Regions from separate parts of the Zea mays genome. Here region 1 is linked to region 2. Evidence: chromatin contacts called from public Hi-C data. All regions are on one chromosome and are shown on one strand. The core of a region is the stretch at or near the end of the contact, and the rest is flanking DNA. Distances in the headings are between cores, read along the strand shown. Region 1 holds the start of LOC100383273 (U11/U12 small nuclear ribonucleoprotein 35 kDa protein). Region 2 holds the start of LOC103633010 (protein FLOWERING LOCUS T).

Region 1 (6,115 bases), core at 892-3,391, 130 kb before region 2:
TATTGTAGATGTTAATATATTTTCTATAAATTTAGTCAAAATTAGACAAGTTTGACTTAAGACAAAACTAAAACGGCCTTTACAATATGAAACATAGGGGGTACTTCATAGCAACAGTGAGCACCTTTTCCATTTATTAGTGTAAGAAATAAAAAAATATGGTAGGCTACCTGATAACGTGTCATATATCGCCCTTCAGGTGGCGGTGGGATCCCAAGCTTCTTCAGTTCATCATAAGGAATAGGTCGCCTGTTTTGTACAAAAAGATATGACAAAAACTTTTAACTCCAAAGCACATTATCATCAATTATCATGAATTATCTAGGCAAAATACTGGATACACTAGATGGGCATCATGTGATCATACAAGGGAGCACGAAATGGCCTCTCTCGGCCTCCAAAGCGAAGCTGTCCAGATTCTTTCATTCCACCAAGCCCCCCTCCTGTAAAAAACCATTAGAAGTAACATAAAAGATCATCACAAAATATTGAGTAAGAAGCATCTAAACAGCCCCCCACTCCAAATTATATAATGTTTCCGTGGACATTCTTTTATAGTCTAGAAGAAAAGTAGCAAAGGCAGGGGAGAGGGGAACAATGAACAATCCGATGAGCGAGATCATAACAAGTGAACAAGCTTAGTAAATGTAAGAGAACTTGCAGTGAAAAAGGTACTCCCAATTGTTGTAACCTACACATAATGTGATAAGAGTTCGGTTCGGCGTGGCTGGACATTTAGGATTAGCTTACTTGGCGCTACCCACAGTTACCACCTTTTCAACTCTAGATACATTGCTAGCTGCTATGTATTTAGACATACACTATATCTAAGTGCATAGTAAAAGCTATGAATCTAGAAAAGTTAAAATGACTTATAATTTGGAATGGAGGGAGTAACTGAGAAGGGTACATACCTAGCCGCCTTGGTATCCACCCAGGCATAAGCTGTTGCCTGTAGTAATCAACAATCACTTCACTGCCTTCAATAACTGAATGGTGTGCATCCTTAAGGGCAAAGGCAATAATTAATAACTTTCCTTTAGATATAACAAAGACTCAATGCAGTAAAAAAACAAGAGTACAGAACTCAAACCATAAATAGCAGATACCTCATAGGCACGATGCATCTCTCTGTCAGTTTCATACTCAACAAATGCATAACCACGAGAAGCACCTGTAACTGCAAAACGAAGTAGTTTGGTCAATACAAAATACAAACTTAGCAAAATGTCTAGAAAATTGCAAATTCGTGCTACTGGTTTAAGAAAGTTGATATCCAGAACTGAAGCTTATAAAGCTGTTGTAGTATGCTTCGTCATGTTCTGAAAGTTAATATCCAGAACCGAAACTTATAAAGCAGTTGTAGTATGCTTGTGAGCTTGTCATGTTCCCAGAACCACACAAGTCGCATGGACAACTGGAACAGTAGCACTGCCGCTGTGTTCACTACAACACTAGAACTATGCTGTAGAAAACAACGGAGCAAGCTATCACTCACCAATGTCACGCACCAACCGCATGCTCTTCACCCTCCCGTACCTGCTCATCGCCTGCACAAACAGCAAAAGGGGGAATCGACCGCGCCCAACCATGAGGATCACGACTAACCCAGCACACAGCCACAAGAGGCAACGTCGTCCATTAACACACGTGAGGGGGGGGGGGGGGGGGGGGGGGGGGCAGAAGGGGCGCACCTTCCGAAGCGTGTCGTCGTCGGTCTGGCGCGAGAGGCGGCCGACGAAAACCGTGCGGTGGGGGTCGCCGGAGGCCTTGGGGTCGCCGAAAGGGTCGTCTGAAACGGAACGGGAGGGAAACCCAGGTAAGGGAGAGGTACGGAGGGGGTAGGTGGAGAGGGGGATAGCGGAGACGCGCACGGCGCACGCACAGAGGCCGGCCTGAGAGCAGATGAGGGCGCGGAGGACGGCGTTATCGTGGGGCGCGACGTCCGTGCCGTCGATGCTGCCGGCCTGGATCGGGTGGTACTTGTCCGCATAAAACACGGCGCTTACGCTCCCGCCGCTCATCTCGCCACGGGCTAGCGCCGGCGCCTCCTGCCGCCGGTGGAGAGTTGGGACTGGACGGAGTAGACGAAAGGAGATATGAGCGCGGCGGACGGCATGTCAGGCTTGGCCTGGCCCGTGTGCCCGTGTGTCCGGCGTGTAAAGATATAGAGTTTTTCTTTTTGAGGGGGCAGTAACGATGGAGTTGGGCTGGGTCCAAAGTGTTCTGGGCCTGGCCTTATAAATGCGAAATTGAATTAAGCAACACAAAGAAATAGAATCTTAGAGCAAGTATAGGATTAGAGAGTAAAGATAAAGAACAAATTGCAAAGAAATCCGGTGTGCGCGCGATTAGAGAGTATAGAATTAAGCAACACAAAGAAATGGTCGGCGCGGAGCACCGAACAATCCGGTGTGCCAGCCGACCAACGGCTAGTTGACACGTCAGCCGGAGTCAATGGTCAACACGAGCACCGGATAGTCCGGTGCCACCCACCGAACGGTCCGGTGCCCTCAGAAGCAGAAAGTAGCCAATCAAGCGATCCGTGGCCATTGCACTATGCAGTGTCCGGTGCACCCACGGACAGAAAGCAACTAGTGCCTTCCAAATGGAGCTCCAACGACTCCTAGGTCCCTTGGGGTTATAAAAGGACCCCTAGGTGCCATGGAGCAATATATAAGCACACTTTGAGTAATCTACAACTCCTAGACTCCGCGACCACGCCGTCGATTCATTAGATAGAGATTTGAGCATGTTCTTGAGCTGTGACTGTTGTTTTGATTCTTGCGCTCTCTTCTTGACTTGTGTGTGTTGTTGTTGTTGCGATTGTGTTCTTGTGTGTGTTTCTACTCCCATCCTTACTCTATTTTGATTATAAACATCTATGTAAGACGTGAGAGACTCCAAATTGTGGTTGTCACACCCGGCTTTAAGGAACAAAGCCAGGTGCATTTCATACATGCGCCAAGAAGACAACATATATAATAACAGAGTGCATAGAGATAAATGTCATAAAACATCAGAGTATTTATTAAATAGCGGAAGACTTGTTACAAAATAAAATAATGAATATAAAACGAACTAAAGATCGTCGGCGCCAATGTCAACTGAGAAACGCCACCTAGATCAGATCATACTCCTCGCCTTGTGGCTCCTCCTGAACCACCTGTTCTTCTCCTGTGGGGGGTGTGAGACAGCAAGGGTGAGCTCACACATGATCATAGCTCAACAAGTTGTGGGGAATAATGTGGCATTAACTCACCAAAGGTGGGAGTTCATGAAGTGTAAGGCTGATCAATGAAATAAAGGTTGAAGCTGAGCATTGCTTTTAGAAGTTGGTCAAAATTTTATTAGCAGTTACTAAGTGTAAGTAAATACCAAACCATAGTAATAATAAATAAAAGTAATAATAAAATAATCCCAAATGCAATGAAATGACAAATTAAGTTTAAGTTCCATAAATTAATCATCAGAGAGTCCTGAGCTGCTCATGACCGCGAGCACGGCTAGTATACCAGTTTTACACTCTGCAGAGGTTGTACCCTTTACCCACAAGTCATGTTACCCATCTGCCAAGGGGTCGCGACTCCCATACACCTCTACCTAGGAAGCGCGGCAGGGCAACACTACGAGGCCTTTACAAAGTTCCACTAGCTTCCGAAAACCCGCTACAGTTTATGGGAAGAGCACTTGCAAGAATCCCCCGTCTGACCGCCATCGCAGCTAAATCAACCCGAGAACCTCCTTGCATGCAACTCTCCTACTGCCCTTGCCCCTTTCGGGTAAGGTAGTCTTCCACTAGCTTTCCTAATTAGTCAGCCAGGGGTGTCCCATTAAACCCTTATGGTGGCACGTGGTTCTCAAGTTAAGCTCTATGTTCCAATTAACATTAATGATCTCAACATGAACATAAATAGAATAACAAAAGAATTGGAACATAGATATAATAAATGATTATCCCAAAACCATGTAAGACAATAGCAAACTACCCAAGTGATTCAGGGGTAAACAAGGTAATGAGATAAACAATCTAGGGTAACCTATTGGGTCCCATCAAAATTAAACTATGCATGAATAAATGATATTAAAGAACATTGTTGGGGACTTGTTCTCAACCGCTATGAATCAAGAACAAGGCAACATAAAATATTAAATGACAATGACCTTCGTCCAATGAAGCATTATTCCCTCGGAGATAATGAACTCTAGACGAAGGCGAACGACAATACGATTACGAAGGTTGAGTTTTCGTAATTGTACGTTGATAAATTGTACGAAATAACATAAAATATAGAGTATCAAAAGTAAATGAATCATATTATATTCATTCAATATATTTAAGTATTGGATACAATTATACCTCTGCCTTGACAAAGGTTGGTTCTCAAAATGATGAGATGGTGAAAAACCCGAATCCAAAAGCGTGAACAGTAGAGGAGTACTGTTCACTATTTATAGGCACAGGACACAGCCTGTGAGAATTTACAACCATGCCCTTCATGAAAGTCTACAATAACGACTCAAACGCTTATGGACTAAAAGGTCTTTCTACTTTTAAGTCGGTTCATAATTCCGAAGCTTTATGAAGATCAAGCTTCGGTCATCGCACGCGGACAGCTTCAGCTGAAGCTGCTTCTTCCTTCAAGACCTTCGGCGCGACGAAGCATAGTCCCAACAGTAGCCCCTTTCGCGGCGCTAGATCGTTTTTCGTAACGAGCTTGATCCGTGAAAAGAAAAAGTCTCTTAAGCTTCGGGAAGCCGAAGGTCCAAAAAACACCTTCCCTGAGCTCGTTGCCGAGAAACGATTCAGTTTCCGAGCGCGTAGCGGTCCCACCTTGCAGAGTTACTGTTTGGTCTCTGCGGTCCACCGCGCAGCGAGTGCAAGCGGCTGTCCGCCTGGTGTAAAAATCCTGGCGCTTCGCCTTCTTACCTGCAGTACTATATAAACAGACGAGTAGGTGTGAAGTTACCATAGCATTCATTGCTATTTGCACTGTTTTGCTGCCAAAATTTTTAACCATAGCCGAAGCTTGACTCTCGGAATCGAACGAAGCTCCAGCTTAAAGCCTGCTTCGTCAGAAGAAGAAACTTCGGAAGAAAAAGTATTTAAATCCCACAAATTCAGAATTAAATGGCCAGAGTGCGTTCTACCGCTAGGGTTGAGCGTGAGGGAGGCGAAGCTGAAGGCTCGGAGACTGTTCCCATCTCCGAAGCAATGCAGCGATCCGGACTGGTAACTTCGGAAGAAGTCCCCACTGTTGAAGCAGAACAAGCAACTGCCGAAGCAGAAGAAGAGAACATTGAAGAAACTGATCCCGAAGATGATTATCGTATTGCCATGCCGAGTAAACCCAGTCACTTGGACTTCGGAAAGTCGACTGTTTCAAAAGCTGATCTCTCCAAGATGGTAAAGTCGGGCTATTTCAGTGAAAATCAGAAGAAGCTGCTTCGCTTCAGGGGGGAAGAAACTACCCCGAAGCCAGAGAAAGATGAAATAGTTATTTTCAAGAGCTTTCTAAAGGCTGGGTTGAGATTCCCCCTGAATGGGATTATTGCAGAAATATTGAATAGGTTTGGAATCTACTTTCATCAGCTGACTCCTAACGCTATCGTTAGGCTCAATGTTTATATCTGGGCCCTCCGAAGCCAAACAGTGGAACCGTTTGCGGACAGCTTTTGCCGAGTTCACGAGCTGCACTATCAGACGAAGGCTAGAAAAGATGGATTGCATGGCAATTTTGGTTGCTATAATTTTGCTTATCGAAAAACCACAAAGTTTCCTGTAATCAGCTACCGAAGCAAATGGGCAGCAGGCTGGAAGTCGGAGTGGTTCTATGTCAAGGTTGATGATGACAAGGAGAAGTTTGTGCAAAGTCCACTTGAACTAATCTTCGGAGAAACCCGACCTCGTTGCAACATGACACCAGAAGGTCCAACCCAACAAGCGTTAGATGAGTTCAGAATTATTTCAGAGCATATCAGTACAAGAGACCTGGTGCAGGAGTTTTTGGCTTTCAGGGTTTTTCCTAGTTTAAAAGAATGGAAAATGCCGAAGCTAGAGGGGGAGAAAAGAGAAGGAGAACTTGTGCGATTACCTTACTATTTCAAGTTCAAG
Region 2 (6,056 bases), core at 2,241-4,740:
GTTCGGTTTGATCTCAATTCATATGGATTGAGTAGAATTGAGAATGTTTAAATCCTAAACAAATTAAAATTCTTCTTATTTTTTTTCAAACCAATCCAAATCATGTGGTATGGAAATAATCGAACAAGGCCTTAGAGTTTTCTATATATACAATTTTTTAATGTTTTGATGAGAAATTTTTGACTTTCCATATACAGAAAGAGAGACTATAAATGATGTCCCTTATCTCAATGAAACTGAAGGGACGGATAAATGATAGCAAATGCTAGGAAGTGAAATAGAATAAAACATAGCCATTTCGTGCTCCCCATGAGATGAGTCATGTGATGGAACCACACTACAAGGAAATTTTAGGAATTACTAAAGAAACTTCGGACTCATGTTGTTCACCGGTTGAGAGGAGTTGAACCTAGCTATTGAGTAGCTTCTGCGGAAACAAAGTAAAAGCTAAAAAGCAAGTTGTAAGTAGTTTTTTTTTGGTGTGTTGATAAGCTAAAATCTATTAAAAATCAATAGAAAAAATCCAATAGATATAAACCAAAAGCTAGAAAGCCATATTTTGAGGAAAAAAAAACTCAAAAGTTGTAACTCAAACAAACAGACCTGAAGCTTAGCAAACAAAGCATAGTTAGACCAATCTGTCGCTGCATTCATGGTTTATTCCGTCTTGGCTGCCATTTCTGTAATACATTGGCTCATTTGGCGTTCTAGTTTCGACGTGATGTGATCCATGTGCTGTGTTACGAAGAAACTAGTCCCACTTTAGTTGCTTAAATATGTTTTAACAGTTATGATCTTTCTCGTTCCAAATGTACGGGATTCCTTCTTTTTTTACAAATGGTCCTCGTGGGACACTTAAGTTTTCTTTCTAAATTAAAGTATTTTATATTTGACCACATTCATAATAAAGATTATCAATATTTATAATATCAAATAGATTTATGAATCTAATAATATTTATTTGACATTCTAATATTTGGAATTTAAGATTTTTGACTTAGAAAAACTAGAATTATAACAAACTTGAATTGTTTGACCTAGGAAAAACTAAAATAACGGACGGAAGTATTATGATACGTATAAAAAAGCATGCAACTATTTCCAAACATAGGCTCCATCATTTTACGGCCCGGGTGCGTACGATTGGGCCCAAACGCCGAATCACACGGTCCAAATAGCCCCGAATTGAAATCGAGCAACATTGCAGCTATAGCCTTTTTCTACTCTGCCATCACATCGACATTTTATCAGACGCTAGCTATTGCTGCTTGTCGTTTCCTTTGACCTCGTTCTCGTCCACTAGCCTGTATGGGGTACGGAGTAGATGGAGTGCAAGCGAGCTCTCGTCATTTTTTCCGCAAACGTTGTCCAAATTCATTTTCCAGGGGGCACCAGTCTAAACAAACCCAGAAATGAAGTGTAACCAATCTGGATCAACCAGTCGACTGAGACCACGTATATATTGCAAAGGTCTTACCTCTAGAACCATCATGCAATGTTCAACCTTACCTCTAGAACCAACATGCACTGTTCGACCTTTGAAGATTGACATGAGGAATTGGTGGTGCCAATCATCCAATTCAATGCCAAAATTCAATCTTGTAAACTTCTGGCAAACAAATTTGCAGACAGCAAGCAAGCATAGGGCCCCAGAACTCCAGCATTAGCTATTAGCAGCTGAAACACGAACCAAAAGAGTGTGCTATTTCGATGCAGATTTTCAGAATGATAAGACTGCCCACCGGTAGAATAAATTCATCTCTTACCTAGAGATGATGCACTGACTTTAGCAGCATTTCCAGCTGGCTGGCGAACAGTGTAGAGAGAGCAGAGGCCAGAGGGAGGCTGGCATGGCAAGAGCTCATCCACAGAAGCTGTGTCTCTGGGTGCAGGCTGTTTGCAGTGCGGGGGAGTTCCCTGGCGCCTTTTGCCCCCTTGCGATGTCAGAACTTTCAAAATCCAAAGGTGATCTTCTGCCTTTCTGCTTTTAACGTCCTAGTGGAGATGCCCATCTGATCTGCAAGACAGTACCTATACTGCCTTTATTCCAAGAGATTGATAGACGTTGAGTATATTCCATTCAAAAGGGTTTTGTGTTCTCACTGCAAACTTGCATGTCTTCAAGCAACTTGTCCAAGTACACGTGCAAATCTAATAGTAAAAAAAAACAGTTTGCACTCTGTGCAGTTATGATTGCTGGAACAAAATGAGAACCCTGATGCATAAACATGTATTCATTTTCATACATTTGTTGCTTATAGTCCAGTATATAGTCTTATATGCTATTCAGAAAAAAAAAGGCCAAAGAAGCCTGGGACAGTACCGCGTATAAGGTCGAGGATGGCTTTTAGAGTATAAAGTAGAGTATAACGTACATGATATAGCAGGCAGTGCCCCTCACCTTTTATTCCCTGCTGGAAGACGAAAAAACAAATCTGCATGGATTGTTTATGTCAGTTGCAGATATTGACGCTTATGTGGAGGGCCGAGGCAGAATGTGGCGTTCTGGCTGGAACAAGTTGAATGCAAGCTCTATGGTATGACGAGTCTATCTATTCTCAGAAGTTCTAAATGGCCATTCGCGCCATCGAAAGTGTAATTTCTTCTTGCATAGGCATTTCAAATGCTGCGAGGAATCTGGAATAAGTCCATCTGATAATATTAAGACATTGATGCGTCGAATCAGGCCAGGAGATGCTTCTTTGGTTCCTGTTTGGTCCAAATAATCCTCTACATGCATACATTTGTATTCAGCGGACGAGGGGCAAAGCAGCAACATGTGAATATAAGACAAAGCCACAACGGTAGCATTAGAACATGAAAATAGACATTTAAACTGAAAATGAACAGAGAAGTCATGCATGTATTGGGAAATTGTAGATAAGAACATGAACCAGGTAGGGTCTTATGGAACAAGTCCACAGAATAGTTTTCAATCAAAGGTGAAGAGTGAAGTGCTCCATACCTCAACTGCTGTCAAGGAAAAGCAAATAAAGAGAAGAAAAAAAGACTTCTAACGACCTGACTCTACCTCCCCAGGTTTCGTACTGCTGCATTGTGATGTTGATCCAAAGAATCTTTCTACGTCTACGTGCTCACCACTCAGAGAAGTATCGTTGAACATGAAATGACACATCGTGAAGCTTTGGCCAAGCCCCGGCAAGGCGCCATGCAGGGGAGGCTACCTCTTGGAGCTTTAAACATACACTCTTGATCTTTGGAGAATATATGCATATGAAAAACTGACCATAGATATCATCCACAAAGATCGTACAGGCCCAACTATAACTAGGCCATCTGGAGGTTGATAGGTGCTCTACAAGTCTACATGTCCATGCAACAAAGAAGCAATTATAAGGGAAAATAATAATATACGGAGTAATATTAAAAGTAAGATTCTATCTTCTTATAGTGCTCAATGGAATGTTGTGAACATAAAGTGGATGCTTCACAACTAATATAAATTTACGAAGGACTGCTCTGTTCTTCCCACACAAAAAAACATTTCATAGCCCTTCCGCCACACTATAGACTCCACCTGGTTGTGGCTCAACGAAGCTCTCTTCTATAGCCACCAACTCAATTGTATACTGAACTATGTCACGAGGCAGGGATCCTTTGGCATTGAGCCAGGTAATTGGTGATGTGTTGGATCCTTTCATAAAGTCAGCAACGATGAGGATTAATTATGGTGACAAGGAGATAACAAATGGCACTGGACTACGAGCATCTGCTGTTCTCAATGCACCACATGTTGAGATTGAAGGCCACGACCAAACAAAGCTCTACACACTTGTAAGTGACCATAATTGATTGTAGGATCCTGATATGTAGAGTGCATGTGTTTTGGCATTGCATTGGGTAAGGTGAAACACTGAAACATGACTTTGCTTGCAAGAAAAGGTTCAACTAAGAAAAAATACTATCATGTGACAGGGGTAACACGTAGTATCACCAGAGTTAGTGACCCGTCACCCAAACACTAATTTATTAGTACTTATGTATTTTCTCTTTCTGAAAAAAAATACAACATAGACATGTTGTTCTACTTAGAATAAGCGATAAAGTTGCACAAATGGTGGTTTACAAAAGTACGTATAACTCTTTTTTTTCACGGAAACGCAGGAAGACTGCGTGTCATTATATTAAGAAGAAAGAAAATTAAGGTCCTATAGTACGTGTCACACCCGGATTTTAGGGGCACCAAGACCCGGGAGCGAACATAATCACCAGGTGTGCTGGGACCAAGTCTCACACATATGATGAATCATGGCACAGGATCGAATGTCACATCTTTACTATATAACAGGAGTTCTATACAAAATAAATAATTACATTATAAGGAGACAACGGTCCAGCAACCCAAAGTTGACTGGGAGACGATGGCCTAGATCTCTCACGAACTCATCGCAGCATCCTCCATGCGCCTCATCCTGTGGTACCTGTTCTTGACCTGTGGGGGGGTGTGAGACAGCAAGAGTGAGCTCACATACGTTCATCGCTCAACAAGTTGTGGGGAATAATGTGCATGAACTCGCCAAAGGTGGGAGCTCACGTGAAGTGTAAGGCTTACCAAAGAGGATGGTTAGAGCTGAGCATTGCTTTTAAAGTTGGTCAAAATTTTATTAGCAATTACTAAGTATAAGTAAACACCAACCCAATTAAGTAGTAGAACAAAAGTAACAACCTCACCTGCGATGCAATGCATATGACAAATTGAGTTTAAGTTCCATAATTTAATCATGTGAGGGTCCGAGCTGCTCATGACCGTGAGCACGGCTAGTATACCAGTTTTACACTATGCAGAGGTGGCGCATCTTTACCCACAAGTCATGTTACCCATCTGCCAAGGGATCGCGACTTCCCATACACCTCTACCGAGGAGGCGAGGCAGGGTAACACTACGAGGCCTTTACAAAGTTCCACTAGCTTCAGAAAACCCGCTACAGTTTATAGGAAGCTCCAATGCAGGAATCCCTTGCAGGACCGCCATCGCAGCAAAATCCTCCCGAGGGCCTCCCTACACTGACCACTCCCCTACTGCCCTTGCCCCTTTCGGGTAAGGTAGTCTTCCACTAGCTTTCCTAATTAATCAGCCAAGGGCGTCCCATTAAACCCTTGTGGTAGCACTGTTTTCCCGGGTGGTCGCTCCATGTTCCAATTAACATAATGATCTTATCATGAACGATAAATAACAACGGATAACAAAAGTATAATCATGAGTAATGTATCTTCATACCCAAAACCACATAAAGCACTAGCAAGTACTACCCAAAAAGTTCAGTGGTAAACAAGGTATAAAGATAATCAAACTAGGGTAACCTATTGGGTCCCATCAAAATTAACCTATGCAGATCATTATGATTAATCAGAACATGGCTGGGTAAAAGAAGTGATCAAGGGCACAACTTGCCTGGGACTTGAGATTCCAGGTACCAGGATGATCTTCAGGTGACACGTATCCTCACTGCTAATCGTAGCAAACAAACAGGCAATGTATAGGCAATATTAACATCACACCAAACATGTAAATAAATACACAGTAATAATCTAGACATTAAACTAGGATCACAGGAACTGGAATCATTAAATTTGGAGTTATAGAATTCAAGTTATGAATTTCCTAAGGTTTAATGTGATTAAAATAGGATTAGTTGAGAAATTAATTTTCTAACTGAGTTCATGTCAAAACAGTGACACAAAATGATAAACAATGATTTTATAAAATTATAGGAATTGGAATGAATTAATTTGGACCAAATATACATTTCCTATGAATTAAACAAATTCTAGCATTTATTTTTGCATAAAAATCATTTTCTAATTCCTTTTTCTAGATTTTATAATTCTCTGGACTGGGCCACAAATTCCAGAGAAATCAGGGGCAACGGCGCAAAAGTATCTAAGACTCAAAACTACCTGTCTATGGACTGCGGGTTGGTTTCAACTATTTACAGGGACTCATACGCAAAACCAACAGCCGAAAGGGTATCGGCCCATCGGAGCCGACCGATGAAGAAAGGATGGCCCAGATTAGATTCATCCCGCGGATAACT

Evidence for each region. A called contact is a pair of places that touch in the nucleus more often than the background predicts.
Region 1: a contact with region 2 is called in a Hi-C map of tassel, with 2.1 times the contacts expected there. The contact joins the promoter of LOC100383273 here to the promoter of LOC103633010 in region 2. A contact is called at or near these places in 2 of 25 Hi-C or Micro-C datasets (ear and tassel).

Annotation. Positions count from the first base shown.
Region 1 is chr7:144,988,395-144,994,509 of Zm-B73-REFERENCE-NAM-5.0, reverse strand. It overlaps LOC100383273 (U11/U12 small nuclear ribonucleoprotein 35 kDa protein), which reads right to left and starts at 2,141. Exons shown (of 8, transcript NM_001175933.1): 1 at 1,886-2,141; 2 at 1,695-1,792; 3 at 1,499-1,550; 4 at 1,110-1,180; 5 at 915-1,005; 6 at 368-443; 7 at 171-249. The coding sequence starts at 2,024.
Region 2 is chr7:144,860,505-144,866,560 of Zm-B73-REFERENCE-NAM-5.0, reverse strand. It overlaps LOC103633010 (protein FLOWERING LOCUS T), which reads left to right and starts at 3,490. Exons shown (of 5, transcript XM_008654699.3): 1 at 3,490-3,795. The coding sequence starts at 3,598.